Regions from separate parts of the Rattus norvegicus genome. Here region 1 is linked to region 2. The links are chromatin contacts, called in public Hi-C maps. All regions are on one chromosome and are shown on one strand. Each heading gives the region's core, a stretch centred on a gene start, on an enhancer-like site or on the middle of the called end of the contact. The rest is flanking DNA. Distances are from core to core; before and after follow the strand shown.

The links. A called contact is a pair of places that touch in the nucleus more often than the background predicts.
Region 1: a contact with region 2 is called in a Hi-C map of liver, with 2.5 times the contacts expected there. The contact joins two enhancer-like sites. A contact is called at or near these places in 9 of 12 Hi-C or Micro-C datasets (the A7r5 cell line, the Rat2 cell line, Schwann cells and 5 more).

The regions. Positions count from the first base shown.
Region 1 is chr5:165,271,413-165,275,633 of GRCr8, reverse strand. Ctnnbip1 (catenin, beta-interacting protein 1) reads right to left here. Exons shown (of 5, transcript NM_001173388.1): 3 at 3,286-3,406; 4 at 2,594-2,684. The coding sequence starts at 3,381. Among named protein-coding and RNA genes, the nearest start is that of Ctnnbip1, 28 kb to the right of the region's middle. Within about 2 kb of position 2,098, at least 3 of the 93 cell types and tissues checked have an H3K27ac peak or open chromatin away from gene starts, as enhancers often do. A contact at or near this core is called in liver, where this site is marked.
Region 2 is chr5:165,116,469-165,121,368 of GRCr8, reverse strand. All of the region lies in intron 2 of Ube4b (ubiquitination factor E4B), which reads left to right. Among named protein-coding and RNA genes, the nearest start is that of Ube4b, 35 kb to the left of the region's middle. Within about 2 kb of position 2,323, at least 3 of the 93 cell types and tissues checked have an H3K27ac peak or open chromatin away from gene starts, as enhancers often do. A contact at or near this core is called in liver, where this site is marked.

The DNA of each region.
Region 1 (4,221 bases), core at 849-3,348, 150 kb before region 2:
TTGCCTAGCAAGTGCAAGGCACTGGGTTCAGTCCTCAGCTCCGAAAAAAAAAAAAAAAAAAGAAAACCTGGGCTGTACCCAGTGTAGAGCATAGGCCGGCATACACGAGGCTTCTGGACTGATCCTCAACACCATAGGAACCATTTTTTCCCTACTAGCAACCCAGTATGTATCCCCTCGGTACATAGTGGGCATGGCCAATCCTGCCTGGTCCCAAGGTTCGGTTCCTCACCTGTCCTATTAAGGGTGGGAACCAGGGACATTTGCAGAGACTCAGAGACCCAATAACTCAGGATCATGTGGGAGGACAGAGTCCCTTGGAACTAGCTCAGAAGTCTGAAGTGCTCAGGTGGACCTGGCTTAGGAGCTAGGTGGAGAAACCCAGACCAGCCATCAAGAAGAAAAGGACTCCTTCCAGAGCCAGTGGGAAGGTGGGGTCGACCGTAAACACGCTTGGCTGCAGAGTACTTGAGCAGGCCTGCCGGGATGTAGTTTTGTGTGATACACGCACAGCCCCCAGGTGCTGGGCTGCTCAAGGTTCCCTGGAGGACTCTTCTGAGTTGGGGAAGCGACCCCTGTATCTAGGGCTGAGCCCACAACATGAAGGATAATGGGAATGGCAGCCTAGTGTGACTGACCTGCTTTCCTCCCCAGCAGCCTCAACACAGCAGACACCCTGCTCTGCTCTGCTCTCTGCTCTGCTCTCTGCTCTCTGCTCTGCTCTCTGCTCTGCTCTCTGCTCTCTGCTCTCTGCTCTCTGCTCTGCTCTCTGCTCTGCTCTCTGCTCTGCTCTCTGCTCTCTGCTCTGCTCTCTGCTCTGCTCTCTGCTCTGCTCTCTGCTCTGCTCTGCTCTCTGTTCTGTTCTGCTCTGCTCTCTGCTCTGCTCTGCTCTCTGCTCTGCTCTGCTCTCTGCTCTCTCCTCTCCTCTGCTCTCCTCTGCTCTCCTCTGCTCTGCTCTCTGCTCTGCTCTCTGCTCTGCTCTGCTCTCTGCTCTGCTCTCTGCTCTCTCCTCTCCTCTGCTCTCCTCTGCTCTCCTCTGCTCTGCTCTCTGCTCTGCTCTGCTCTCTCCTCTCCTCTGCTCTGATCTCTGCTCTGCTCTGCTCTGCTCTCTGCTCTGCTCTGCTCTCTGCTCTGCTCTGCTCTCCTCTGCTCTGCTCTGCTCTCTGCTCTCTCCTCTCCTCTGCTCTGCTCTCCTCTGCTCTGCTCTCTGCTCTGCTCTCTGCTCTGCGCTCTGCTCTGCTCTGCTCTCTGCTCTGCTCTCTGCTCTGCTCTGCTCTCTGTTCTGTTCTGCTCTGCTCTGCTCTCTGCTCTGCTCTGCTCTCTGCTCTGCTCTCTGCTCTCTCCTCTCCTCTGCTCTCCTCTGCTCTCCTCTCTGCTCTCTGCTCTGCTCTGCTCTGCTCTCTGCTCTGCTCTGCTCTCTGCTCTCTCCTCTCCTCTGCTCTGCTCTCTGCTCTCTGCTCTGCTCTCTGCTCTCTGCTCTGCTCTCTGCTCTGCTCTGCTCTCCTCTGCTCTCTGCTCTGCTCTCTGCTCTCCTCTCCTCTGCTCTGCTCTCTGCTCTGCTCTCTGCTCTGCTCTGCTCTGCTCTCTGCTCTGCTCTGCTCTGCTCTCTGCTCTGCTCTGCTCTCTGCTCTGCTCTCTGCTCTGCTCTCTGCTCTGCTCTCCTCTGCTCTCCTCTGCTCTCTGCTCTGCTCTGGTGGCTGCTCCTGTCTGGACATGCCACGGGCCACTCAAGTATCTTTTTTTTTTTTAATTTGAGACAGGGTTTCTCTGTGTAGCCCTGGCACTCCTAGAACTTGGTCTGTAGAACAAGCTGGCCTCCTGGGATTAAGGGTGTGACCTACACTGCCTGGCTCACTAAAATACTGTACAGCCCCAACCAAGCATGAAAGCCTACCAGAAAAGGACCATGAGGAGACGCTGCTCAGAACACTGTGCTAGAGAGTCAGGTGGGGCTCTCGGAGGGGAGGAGGCTCCACAAGAAGCAAGGGGACAGGGAGCTAGCAGCCCAGCAGCCCAGCAGCCCAGCAGTGAGGCTCCTGGGCACCTCGGTGTGGTCAAGGGCAATTACTTCCTGATCCCCAAACACTGCCTGCTAGCTGGAAGTCATACAAGAAACAGCTGTCAACAGTCAAACACTATGTATCGATCCCTGGCACAGGCCCTGCTCTACAATAAACACCGGAGTGAAGGTTTGACTGTGAGGATCCCTTTTGCATGTAGAGATATCAGGCCCTTTGAGCCACCTCTTCCTGTTAAGGGCCGGCCCACCAGTCCCTGCACAGTTGTCCCTGACAGGGACAGAAATCTCAGAACATTGAGCAGTTTCGTGGTCCCTGAACTAGGTGCTGAGCAGACAGGGAACAGGCTGAAGGTTAAGGGATGCAATAACCAGACCCTCTGTGGTTGCACAAGGCTCCAGACACTCTACCTCGTCCTCCTCCCTCCAGGCCTAGAAAGACATCACCACCTGCCTTGTTGGATCCCCATTGCTGGGACCAGACAGGAGCCTGTGCATGGGAAGGAACACTGTCTGCTCCCCTTTTCCTGAACTCCCAGGCCACCCATTCAGCTTTGTGCCTGGCCCTTGGCTCACCCTGGTCGATGGAGTGCTGTGGCAGCTGGCTGAGCTGGCTGTTGACGACCCCTGCATAGGTGCGCAGGAATTCCTCCTCGCTGGCAGTCAGCTGCAGGGTGAAAGCGCTGAGATGAGAGAGGAGCGTGGACCCCGCACTTGCTGCCCCTGCACCTCCCCTCTTGCTCCTTGCCCTCTATGCCTGGCATCTGTCCCAGCAGTCACATCCTGCTCCCGTCCTGGTCCCCGACATTCACATGCCTGCCACTCTGGATCTAGATCAGTGTCTACTCTGGGGTGGGGTAGATATGAAAGCCCAGTCCCCGGCCACACACCAATGGCCATCAGCAGTCTCGGGTTTCTCCATTTCTTTTTCAAAAGATGCCCTGTGCTTGCTCTACTGCTCTCTCCAGTGGTCGCCCTGCCCAGCTGCCCCGTATCTGCCCCAGGAGAGAAGCCTCTCTGAGGTCACTGAGGATCAGAAAGGAGGGGTAAAGTCCTCACCGTCCCTGCCCAAAATAAAAATGGAGTGGAAAGATAACCTCAGCAATGCTCCCTAAAGTGAGCGTGTGGGCTCTGCGTTGGGGATTCCTGAACTGGCAGCAGAGAGATTAATCCACAGGCCCACAGCCCTCCCCAGGAAGTAACTGCAGCTGTACCTTCCCTCCTTCAGGGCAGCAGGCCCTGCTCCTGGACAGCCCCCAGGCACTCACATTTGACCCCATCTTCCTCAGCATGAGCAGCACGCGGACCTTCTGCTGAATGTACATCTCCTCCGGACTCTTCCCGGGTGCTCCCTCACGGTTCATCCCCGTGGCCCAGTTCTGGGGACCCCTGTAAGGAGACGGGGAACATTATGGGGAGACTATCAGGATGAGATATACTCTAATACCAACCCTTGTAAGTGATGCAGCCCTTTCTCAAACAGACCCTCCCCAGTAGGGACCTCATTTCTGAAAGCACAGGAGAGGTTGTAGGGGAGGTGGTGGGCCCTCCATGCCTTCTGACCTGAGGCCCAGGTAGTACAGCTGAGGAGCTCTTATTCCAGAGCAGAGGCTGCGGGGAACAGCCAAGGTTTCTATTCAGAGCCACAGGACGAATGAGAAACGAAGCCCCAAGAGTTCTAGGTTTTCAATGCAAGGAGCAAGCACAAGTAAAGGGACTTGATCAGAGGTGGCTCTCTGGGGCCCTGGGCTTAAGAAACCCAGAGATCAGTAACAATACCCTGTGCAAAGCCCCTACTGAACTCAAGTGGCCAGCTCCTGGGCAAGGCACCAAGGAGTCCCTCTAGAGGGTCTTCCCAGGGCACTGGAAGGGCTGCCATAGCCACCCTCTCACACCCACCCCACCTGTTTGAGGACAGCTCCTGAAGATAGCTGTGAAGGCCAGCGGCTGTGCCCAGGTGTCACTGGCCTGAGCTACAGCCAGCCCGAGAGAGCAGCCCAGAGCCTCCTCCTCCAGAAGGAGCTGGGGGAGAGAAGGAGGATCTAGGGGTTTGGGTTACACACTTGAACTCTTGGACAAGTCAGAAATAACGCAGCAGCTGGTGGGGCGGGGCCTTGGCAGCCCTGCTACCAAGGAGCTGCACTCGGGGAATGAGGGAGCGTGGGACTGACAGGCTAAGGACAGTCCTCACACCATCCACTCTC
Region 2 (4,900 bases), core at 1,074-3,573:
ACGTCGGTGTCAGGTGTTTCCTTTGATCGTGCTCTCCCTCATCTTGTGAGACAGTGTCTTACTGCGTCCAGCTTGCTGATGTGGCCAAAGTGCCTGGCCAGCAGTAACCTGAGACCTGCAGGCTCTGTCTCCCAGCACCAGGGTTACAGGTGTGCCTTGCTACACATGGCTTTTGTGTGGGCGCTGGAGATCTGGACTCAGGTTCTCATGCACGTGTGGCAAGCACTGTACGAAGTGAGCTGTTTTCCCCAGTCCTTTAACATCAAGTTTTGGGGGTTGCTGAAATGGCTTAGCAAATAAGGGGGCCCACTACACAAATGTGAAGAGATGACATCACACTCTAGGACCCATGGGAGACTGGGAGGAAAGACCTGACTCCACACTGTGAACCTCTGACCACCAGAGTCATGCTGGGGTGTATGAGCTCCTCCTCCCCAGTAGTAATAAACTAAAGTCAAGCTTTGATATTTCCGCATCCTTCCCCGGCCTACACACACACCATCTTACCCCTACCTGCTGCACATCAGCCCCAAACCCTGTCTTAGAAAACCAAGGTCAGGCCTGGCAAGGTGGCTTAGCAAAGCCACTCACTGTCAAGCCTGATGACCTAAACTTAGTCCCCTGGAACTACAGAGTGGCAGGAAAGAAGCAACCACAACTCTGTAAGTTGTCCTTTGACCTGGCACACACAGACACACACAGAGACACACAGACACAGACATACATGCAGACACACACACACACAGACACATAGACACACAGACACACACCCAGACACAGACATATACACAGACACAGATATACATGCAGACAGACAGACAGACAGACAGACAGACACACACACACACACACACACACACACACACATACACCCTTACACAGGGGTGGGGAGAGACAAGGAGAGAGAGAGGTGTATCAGCCCCACCATAAGTAAGTGAAGATGATATTAAAAGGAAGAGGAAGGATAAAACCCAGAGCAAGCGAACAATGGTTTGGTGTCCCTTTCTCAGGAAAGCTGTCTTTGGCCACTGTCTAACGTACATAACACAGAGCCACACCTCTAGGCTCTACCCAACTGTGTGCTCTTTGTACCCCTGAGTTTCGATTTTGTTTTGATTTTGAGACAGAATCTTGCTGTATGAGGCCCAGGCTGGCCTCAGTTGTGGCGTCCACCTGTTTTTACCTCCCTAGTGCTGGCCTTACCACCATAGCACCGTGTCTTGTGTGCACCCATTTTGTCTGCCTCCCCTGATGGAGTAGGAACTCCAGGTCTGGGTCAGGAGCTGGTATTTGTTCCGCTCACTCCTGTGTCCCCCATGCCTGGCACTGGATCTAAGATGGGGTGAATTAGTGAGTGGGTCACAAAGAGAAAATGACCAGAACAACACAGGCATGTGTAGCTTAAAGACATTTCAAGAGATTATGACAATTGTCATTTTAAGAATAAAGAGTTGCCAGGTATGATGCTCACACCTTAAATCAGCACTCGAAAGGCAGGGGTAGATAGGTCTTTACGAATTCAGGGCCAGCCAGATCTACGTAGTGAGTTCTAAGCCAACCCTGTTGCAAATAAATAAGTATTAAATAAAGAAAAAAAAGCTAAGGGCTAGCAGGATGGCTCAGCGGGTGAACGCACTTGTCTATAAGGCTGACAACCTAAGCTCAGGCCTGGGAACTCCCAGGGAAAGAGAAAACCACGTCCTCCTCTTCACACATACCCCCTCACCTCTCTCTCTCTCTTAAACCTAACAATGAGAGACCCACTGTGCTGTCTCTGGCTCCTTGACATGGTGTTTATCCCCTTGTTCACAAGACTCATGCTGGACCCAGGAGAGCAGTGGTGTTTGTCACCAGTGTTAGAAGCCAAGTACAAGTGAAGATTACTCCTTCCCCTGAAACCAGCAAGTTTCTCCTTTCTCCTGAAGAGAAGTTTATAATCTCTGTACTATTCACTTTCTTCTCAAATTAAAAAGGGGGTAGGGCAAAAGACTTGGGACAGAACTGATGCCTGTGGAACTCCTGACGCTTCACCTCTCCCTCACCACCATGGCCCTTAAAGTCCAGTATCATACACCAATCCCAGAAGCCGTTTAACGTCTTCACTCAGTTACTCCTTTAAATCTAATAATGGAGAGAAAGACCTTTTAAGGAAACTACGAGTTCATTTGGAAATGAGCAGAGGGCTGTATGGGGACTGGTGTATTGTTGGTTGGGATCACGTCTTCTGTAGTGACGACATCCGTGCAGTAGGGGAGCATGGTTGTGGGTAGAGACAGAAAGGCAGACAGGTAGAGGGAGGGAGCTTATGTAAGTTGTTTGGAGTGATCATTGGCCACAAAGATCGATAAAGGAGGCCTTGGTGCAAGGTTGAGTGGGTTGCTAGGCAGCTGTTCTCACGGAAAGGTTGCGCTGGCCTTTCAGCAAGGACACGACTTCAGAGCCCTTACAGGACTTTGTTCCGGTGTGATTGCCCCTCCTGACCCCGTGGCCTCCCATCGCTTTGGGTTTTACACAGAAGACTGACAGTTACTGACACCGCGTTTCCTTCTCTTAAAACTCGATGCATATTTGCTGCACTACATCTGATTCCTGTGTGTGCACACGCGTGGGAGGTCAAGGGTGTCATTTCTCAGGTGCCAGCCACCATGTGTTGAATGAAGATTATGAGTGTTTTCAAGTCTGCCGTGGGCTAGGGGCAAGTGCTCAGCCTTGTGCAAACCCTGGCTTGGTTCCCCCTCCCCCACCCCTCCCCCCACCCAACTCACTCAGATATACACAGACACACGTATGCCCAGCTACCATGTTTTTGTTTGTTTTGTTTTGTTTTTTTTTAAATGATTTTATTTACTTAATGAATATGAGTACACTCTGTCTTCAGACACACCAGAAGAGGGCATCGGATCCCATTACAAATGGCTATGAGCCACCATGTGGTTGCTGGGAATTGAACTCAGGACCTCTGGAAGAGCAGTCAGTGCCCTTAACCGCTGAGCCATCTCTCCAGCCCCCTGTTTTGTTTTTTTTTTTTTTTTTTTTTTGTTCTTTTTTTCGGAGCTGGGGACCGAACCCAGGGCCTTGCGCTTCCTAGGTAAGCGCTCTACCACTGAGCTAAATCCCCAGCCCCTGTTTTGTTTTTTGAAGACAGGTTCTCAGTGTGTTTTCCCTGGCTGGCCTGGAACTCTGTGTAGACAAATGGCATCAAATTCAGATATCCTCCTGCCTCTGCCTCTCCGTTGCTGAGATAAAAGGCACCATGCCCAGCCACAAAACAAAACCCCCAGCATTATTGCTTTTGAAAAACGGGGTAATCCTTGTCTGTTGGTTACAGGGGTTATCCGCACTTCCCTGAATTTGCTTGTCGTGTTTTGTTTTACTCGGTAGTGTCTCTGGGTTGTGACAGTGACGTGGTAAATGCCGTGAGGTCATGCAGCCCACTTGGTGCGTGTGTAAGCCATGCCAGGTCTCAGGTCGGGTCTAAGTGCTCGTAGATTACTGAGAGTCGGGGTGCTGGAATAAAGTACCCAGGGAGAGCAGGAAAGAGTCCGTCTGTTCTAGTGATAGCCATGAGCCTTGGTAATAATAGGCAGTGTGGTCAGCAGGGTCCAGAATGGTGTGGGGGAGCAAGGCTGTGGACAGCACAGTCAGAGGCCAAGTCCTTAGGGCAAAAGTGGCCTTGGTGATTGATTGGTGCCGGGGCAGGGAAGTCCATTCTGTGTCCTCCAATTTTGAGTCTTCAGTGAGGTCCTTTACAGTCAGTTGTGCTCTTTGGGGATTTCAGCTGAGGGGAAGGCACTCTTGCAGCACAGTGCCTTTGCCTAAGGGTGGCACCAGGGGCCAGGGCAGACTTGTAGTCTTTGTTCTGTTACGAGCATCCTTTCTGTCTTACACTTGGTACAGGCAGGAGAGGGGAAGTTTGTGTAGTTCAGAACTGGCTTTCAGAAGAGCTTGCTGGGGATCAGGAGGCCTTGGTCTCCATCCAGTGAGATAGAAGTCGCCTAAACAAATAAGTAAATGAAGACAAACAGCTGGGCCGCCTCTGCCTGTAGACCCAGGCTCGGGAGGCAGAGGCAGGAAGATTTCCACAAGTTTGTGGCCCGTGGAGGCTACATAGTGAGATCTGTCTGTCTGAGAAAAAAAGAAACCACTAGGGGGCTGGAGAGATGGCTCAGGGGGCTGGAGAGATGGCTCAGCGGTTAAGAGCGCCCGACCGCTCTTCCAGAAGTCATGAGTTCAATTCCCAGCAACCACATGGTGGCTCACAACCATCTGTAAAGAGATCTGATGCCCTCTTCTGGTGTATCTGAAGACAGCTACAGTGTACTTATATATAATAAATAAATAAATCTTTAAAAAAAAAAAAAAAAAAGAAACCACTAACAAAGGCAGCTTCTGGCTAGAGGCAGAGACCCAGGCCGAGACCCAGGCCTGAGAGCAGTGGCCCCCAGACGCCCTGGAGGTTTCTCTTGGTCTTGGTTGGAACCTTTCTTCTTTGCTTGCACATTTGTTCCTAGGGCCACATTCATCCTCTTGTGAATTGGAGCCGGTGTCAGTGTCTTGCTAGTGACAGGTATGTCTGCACCGGTGGTCCCAGAGTCCTGCCATCTCCGCTGCTCACAGCCTTCCCGGCCTGATCTGAGGTCAGCTCTGCACAGCACTGCTGTCGCCCTTGTACCTGCCTCACAGGTAAATGGCCTGAAGGCAGAGGAGCAGTGCTGGGCACCAGGAGTCCTGGACAGCCCTCCTTTATGTGTGCACACATGTGCACAGAGATACACATTCACCAACAGCAGGTGGCATTTTTAACTTTAACAGAACTAGAGGGGCTAGAGAAGCCTTTCCTTTAGTCCCATTATTGTAGATAAACTGAGACACTAAACTTTTTTTTTTTTTTTTTTTTTTT